Linked DNA regions of Gossypium hirsutum: region 1 is linked to region 2. A link is a contact called in public Hi-C data. All regions are on one chromosome and are shown on one strand. The core of a region is the stretch at or near the end of the contact, and the rest is flanking DNA. Distances in the headings are between cores, read along the strand shown. Region 1 has its middle 5.2 kb from the start of LOC121207598. Region 2 holds the start of LOC107896384 (aspartyl protease AED3).

Evidence for each region. Hi-C and Micro-C count contacts between places; a contact is called where the count stands out from the background.
Region 1: a contact with region 2 is called in a Hi-C map of leaf, with 2.6 times the contacts expected there. The contact joins the enhancer-like site here to the promoter of LOC107896384 in region 2. A contact is called at or near these places in 2 of 34 Hi-C or Micro-C datasets (both in leaf).

What each region holds. Positions count from the first base shown.
Region 1 is chrA10:106,111,916-106,115,354 of Gossypium_hirsutum_v2.1, forward strand. It overlaps the pseudogene LOC121207599. Among protein-coding and RNA genes, the nearest start is that of LOC121207598, 5.2 kb to the left of the region's middle. Within about 2 kb of position 2,181, at least 7 of the 9 cell types and tissues checked have an H3K27ac peak or open chromatin away from gene starts, as enhancers often do. A contact at or near this core is called in leaf, where this site is marked.
Region 2 is chrA10:105,683,719-105,687,322 of Gossypium_hirsutum_v2.1, forward strand. LOC107896384 (aspartyl protease AED3) reads left to right here and starts at 1,294. Exons shown (of 3, transcript XM_016821551.2): 1 at 1,294-1,993; 2 at 2,171-2,645; 3 at 2,735-3,177. The coding sequence starts at 1,532. The coding sequence ends at 3,075.

The DNA.
Region 1 (3,439 bases), core at 931-3,430, 430 kb after region 2:
AAGTAGTTTAAAGTTATTTGGGAGTTTTATGTCAATAAGAAAGTTTAGTTTAAAACTACTTCTTGTTTAGATTAATTAAAATTCTAGTATACTTAAGAGTTTTTATTTAGATTTATTTAGGTAGTTGCATTGTCCACAAATCAATAAATTCATTATTATTCAACTTTTCTTTTGAATTAATAAATTCTTTTTGAGTTTTCTTTTTTTAAGAATTTCTCTTGAGTTTGTTGTTGAAGAGTTTTAACAATCTTTACAGATTGTGGGGATCAATTTCAAACTTTTTCTTGCTAAGTTTTCTTTCTTGGAGGGAAAGTTAGGGTTGTTTGAAAGGGATTGTGGATTCTTCGTGTTTCTAAAGCTTCTTAGAACTTCTATATACCACGTTCTATATTTCTATCTATCTTCTTTATTAATTCTAATATTAGATTTCATTATTCTATCTTATTCACCTTAGTTATTTATTTATAATTGTTTTCTTTATTTTTATCTGACTTGGATTTATTTGCGTTTCAGGTTGTGTCAAAATTCAAGTTTCTTTTTGAACATCTAAAGCCCTAAGTCAAATCTGCGACTTTGACAAACTTTACGATCCGCTTTCACATTCATCCGCCTCATTCCTTATCACCAATAATATAGGAATTTGGGTATGACGATACCGACTATCTTGGGGTCAACGTTTGACAACCATCGAAACTGTAAAAAAATAAAAAAAAATGTTAACTTGCATTTCATTTTACTTTTCATAAACTGAAGTCTTAAAGTCTTAAAGCATAAGTATAATATATAATAACATATAGATTCTATGATTATCCTAGATCTAATAGAAGAATCTACCAATTTGTTTAAAAATGAGTAGATTCGTCCCTTGAACTGAACCCATGTCAAGTTTCCCCCATTTGTTGAAAATATTTTAACACGGTTATTAACAACAAAAAATAATTCGAGCATTACTATACAAAATAAAAAAATTTATAGGTTACCTATTAACCAAAGGGAATAAATTAAATCGACCTACTAGGGCCAAAAAAGGCATTCTGTACGAAGCCCACGATCAAAGCAAAAGTAGGCATCTTCCAATATTTTGTGACTTTTGATTCGTTGTTCAACACATTTCCTAATACAAGAATGTTAAGATAAAGCCTCCAACAATAATGCGAAATCAATTGGAAGTCTCGAATTAACTCTAGGTACATCAAATGTACCCTATTTGTCGAATTTCCTAGCATCAACACTCCACCTAACAAATGTAAAATATAGGCTCTTATGCGAAAATTTCAAAATTTTTCCTAAACCATATTCACTTTGGCTCCCTCCATATCTCCTTTATCTGGTATCTTGCCAAGTAGTTGTCTGCAAGTTTCAATGATTGCGCTGACACTGGTGACTGGGAAGCCATCTATGGGAAGCCCCAATCAGAATGCTACATGTTGTAGTGTGATTGTACACTCCCTACATAGCAAGTGGAAGGTATGTGTTTCAACTCTCCACCATTCCACCCATGTATATATCAATTCCTGGTTCAAATTAAAACTCTCGATCCTAAATGCATGACCAAATCTAACTACATCTAGGTACACATGCAAGCAGTTATCTCGATGATCTCATTTGTTATGCCTCTTTGTTTTAAGAACATGATCGTAGGACTGCAAAAAGTTTGATTATATAAAAAATTTAATTAGTAATGACCATTTAGATTATTATTATCAACATTTTCCTAATGCTATAAAAATTATTTTACCATTTGAGTAATATAAAAAGAAGTGTAGTTCGAAATAGTTTGAGAACATGATGATGTTGTCATTTTTATAATTTGTAATAATATATTAAATTTAGAATATTTATATATAAATATCTATATCTCAATATTAATAAATAAATAAAATTTTGAATTTAATATAATTAAATTTAATATAATTCTAATTTAAGATTTTAAACTAAAAAAAACATTCTAAAAACACTGATGAAGATGACTTTGAGTAAAATAAAATTTGACAACTCTTTTTTTACCATGGATATAGTGTAGGCTTTGGGGGTTTTAAAAGGTTTAGTGGTGTGGGAATCCGGGTAAACAGGCCTGGAAAACGTTGCTCGAATTTGACCTTTCTATGTCAGGCCTGTATGTTGATTTCCATGACCTGGAAATCGATCTCTGCCGCCCGTTTTCCGCCTTCTCAGTTTGCCAGGATTTGACTCAATAGGCCACGGCCCCAAGCCTCAAAATCGGTGTCACTGGACCCATTTTGCTCTGTTCAAGGTTGCAAAAAAGCTTGTCGTATTTTGATCAACTGTGCTGATATGACCGCTTTCATTTTACTGGTTTTTGGGTAAAAAAGGCCCTGATTATTATATTATTATTTTTTCACCTATTTTTCAATCCAGCTGACAAAAAAGAAATTGTCAGGCTGAAATTGGTTTGGTGAAATAGATTTTGGCTGATAAATTTAAAATGTATTCTAATTGAGGGTGGATGAATGAAATATTTATTTGTGATTAGTATAAAAATATTGATAATATTTAAATTAGATATTGTAATGATATTATAACATAAGATAAAAAATAAAATAAATATATTACTTTTCATTATCTATCCAAATTCATCTTTAGTCAATATAAGCATATGACTAATGTTTTATAGTTGAGAATCTATTTTTTAGTTAATATAATACCAATCAAATTAATAGTTAATTAGTTAAAATCATTTTGACTATTAATTTGAAGATATCCTTTATGTATATAATTAACTAAATATTCAATTTTATTAAATTAATTTTTTAAAGTGTAAAATATTAAAATAAATAAGAATTAGATCATAAATGAATACCTTAATAGAAATCATTATCCGAATAAATAAAATTAATTCGAATAATATATGAAATATTCAACATTGTTCCAACCAAAACTAAAACATAATAATATGGAATAATCGACTTTTTACTATCCCTTTTCTTATTGGCTGCAAAGTGAGAAAATCTTAATTCCGAATCCGAGTAAGAATATTCATGTAACCAAACATATCCACTATAATATCTACAAAACTTTTCTTGCTTAGTTAAACCCCTCAAACTGCAAATACTTGAAGGCTTAAACCTCTATTTTTTTCATTTTCAAAAAATGGCTCTCCTCCAAATCCACACACTTCCTCACCAAATTCCTTCACTTTCACCCATTGTTTTTTCATCAAAAACCCATTCCAAAAACTCACTCTTCTTCTCTACAACAAAGGTTAGACCTTTCTCACTTTCAACACAACCCAGAAAGCTGCTTTGCAAACCCCCACTTGGCAAATATGTCAGGGAAGATTATCTTGTGGTAATTCTTCTTCTTTCTTCTTTAATTTATTTTTATTTTCATTTCTGGGTTTGTTTTGCTTTGTCATTTGCACTATTGGGTTTCTGTCGAAATTGAAAAAAAAAAGGAAGATAAATGAAGTGCTTTTATG
Region 2 (3,604 bases), core at 44-2,543:
TTATCCAACAAAAACAATTTCAAACCACTTAGGGTATTCTCCATCTATTAAGGTAGGTTTACATATATATATATATATATATTTATTAAAGTGTTAAGAGTGAATCTAATATTAACTAATTTTAGTAATGATTAAAAATATATTTGTAAAATGACCACGGGTGTTAGGTTAGATGGTAAGAGTCTCTCCTATTTTAATAAGTAGTCGAGGGTTCAATTCTTGTTTTGGGTATGGATCAGTTTTAAAACTCGTGGCTAGCATCTATTCCTTAATGGACCTACAAAATGAGAGGATTAATTATTAGGCTTACTCCAATAGATACCTTGAGAAATAAAAAAAATTATATTATTTTTAGAGTATTTTTATCGTTTTACATTCTTACATATAAAGAATTAAAAAAAAACTATAGTTCTCACACTTTTAACTTTACCATTTTTACTAAAAATTCATTTAAGATATACATAATTTTTTCTCACTCAAATCATGTAATTTTTTAATACAATGCCCACCTCTACTTATAACCCATTTTGAATGCTTAAATCGAAAAATAAATATACTTAAATATAGTGGTGAAACTAGGGGGTTAGTAGGGGCCTCGGCCTCCCTAAAATAAATTTTTTTCATATGGCCTATTTAAAATTAGTAAAAGTAAAATTACACTTTTACCTCCTTAAAAATATAAAAATTTAATTTAATCCTTTAAAAATTATAAATATATAGTTTATTAAAATAGTAGAATTATATTTTTTCTATTATAAAAATTACAATTTAATTTCAACCCTTAATTTTTTTTTTTGATTTCACCCCTACTTAAATACACTCAAAATTTGCCTCCAAAAGGTTAGAAAAACAACGATGCAATTGAACGGGGAAAACAAATTTAGATAAAAAAACATGTAACCATTAAATTCTAAATATGATACAAATAACATATCTTAACTAATTAAATTCATAAGAAAATGAATAAAATCCGATCGATGGATTTTCCAATAAAAAAGGTTCTAAATAATGTAAAAGAGAAAGAAGAATAGTAGGACAATTAGATACTGTTTCTCAGTAGAATTGGACAAAAGATTCATAACCCTACAAAAGTAAATGGAATACAGACTGTTACCAAAAACAACCCACTCAACTAATATCTCCATATCGTATATCGTTCCATCCTATTTTTATAATTTATTTTACTTTAAATTTTGAAATATTTATATATTTATAATATAAGTGTAAATGAGTTGATATTATAAATTAATCTGACATCAATTCATACATTTTTTTATGATAAATCATATTATTTAAAATTAAAGTATATATGAAATTTTTATCACTCTACTTACAATAATGACGTAATTATTTCATATTATTTTTATATTTAATTATTCTTTTTAATCTTAATAGGGTAAATGTGCAAAGTTGCCATAGTACATACACTTAAACTTGCTTCCCCAGTTATATATACGTTCACTCCCCACTCTGTCTCAGCAGCACCTCAACCTTCAAAGCAAATAAAACGTTGAATTATTCACACGAAACAATGAAAACCCACTTTTTTCCCCTGGTTTTCCTCCTCATTTTTTCCTTAGCCCAAGGTCTGAACCCCAAATGTGACATCCAAGACCATGGCTCAAACCTGCAAGTGTTCCATGTTTACAGTCCATGCTCACCCTTGAAACCCTCAAAACCACTCTCATGGGAAGAGGATGTGCTGCAAACGCTAGCCAAGGACCAAGCCAGGGTGCAGTTTTTGTCCAGCCTCGTGGCTAAGAAATCTGTGGTGCCTATAGCTTCAGGCAGGCAGATTGTGCAAAGTCCAACTTACATTGTGAAGGCCAATATTGGAACCCCACCTCAAACCATGCTTATGGCCATGGATACAAGCAGTGATGCTGCTTGGGTGCCTTGCACTGGCTGCATTGGCTGCTCTTCTACTGCTTTTGACTTTGCTAAATCCACCACTTTCAAGACCCTTGGCTGCCAAGCTGCTCAATGCAAGCAGGTAATTAAGCTGCCAAGCTTTCATATATTACCTGCTTAGCCACGCGCTTGGCTGGTTAAGTAATTGTATTTCATCATAAAGTTAGGAAGTCGGTACAATATGAGACATCACAGGTGTTTCGGTGCATCTTTAACGGATACCTTTTTAACATTTGCATCATGTGATAACTTTTTTCAGATGCCAAACCCCACTTGCGGTGGAAGCGCGTGCACATTCAACATGACCTACGGTGGCTCAACCATAGCCGGTAACCTTTCACAGGACACCACAACCTTAGCCACTGACCCAATCCCAAACTACACTTTCGGTTGCCTCCAAAAGACAGCAGGCAGCTCAGTGCCACCACAGGGCGTATTGGGCCTGGGCCGAGGCCCATTATCCCTCCTTTCTCAATCCCAAAATTTGTACCAGTCAACATTTTCATATTGCTTGCCTAGCATTAGGTCACCTAACTTTTCTGGGTCATTGAGACTTGGACCAAGTGGGCAACCTGTGAGGATCAAATACACCCCGTTGCTCAAGAACCCTAGGAGACCCTCACTTTATTACGTCAATTTGATTGGAATTAGGGTTGGAAGAAGGATTGTTGATATCCCACCAAGTGCCATTGCTTTCAATCCTTCCACTGGTGCTGGCACCATTATTGATTCTGGTAACGTGTCTTCGTAATTGGATCAGTCAATTAAATGAATTGAACTAAAGCATTATATGAATTGATTTAACCAGTGTATTCAAATTTAGGTACTGTCTTCACCCGGCTAGTTGAACCAGCCTATGTAGCTGTCCGGGACGCATTCCGGAGACGAGTAAGGGTGGCGAACGTGACATCTCTGGGTGGGTTCGACACATGTTACTCGGTCCCAATCAATGCACCGACCATAACATTTATGTTTTCGGGCATGAACGTGACATTGCCACAAGAGAACCTACTGCTCCACAGCACAGCAGGCAGCATCACATGTCTGGCGATGGCACCGGCACCAGCGCTGAATGTGATCGCCAATATGCAGCAGCAGAACCATAGGGTGGTTTTCGATGTGCCAAATTCGAGGGTGGGGGTCGCCCGTGAGCGATGTTCTTAAAAAGTGTGGGGTCTTTTTCTTCTAACTTTTGGGAAACAGTGTTGGTGTTGATTAAAAGCAGAATATATCTGATTAATAATGAAAGTCAAATTTTTGTAGTTATATATTACTTTGTACTGGAGGCTCTGGTCCTAGTCACGGGCTTTCCCTTACTTTTATTATGTCTTGTTTTTAGGTTTTAATATCCAAAATTTCGAATCCTGTTACTATTATTATAATTGTGCTTTCACACAATCTAGTTTGATATACTAAAATAAGGGTGAAATCCAGGTTTTCTATTTTTCTATGAAAAAGAATAAATAAACACTACAACTTTCTACTTGGGCTAGGAGATCTTAGTTCTTGATTTCGGCCTATCAACCTGTTTAAAACGTTCCCTGCTTCAAGAAAGTATCATATTATTTCTTGTTTTCTATATGTTAGATTTATGCATAAATTGATTCTTTTGTTAAAAATTCTGTTTATTTTTATTGTTAAAGGTTTGTCATTGTACGTCACTATAACTTCACATGTAATTATCTTATTATTC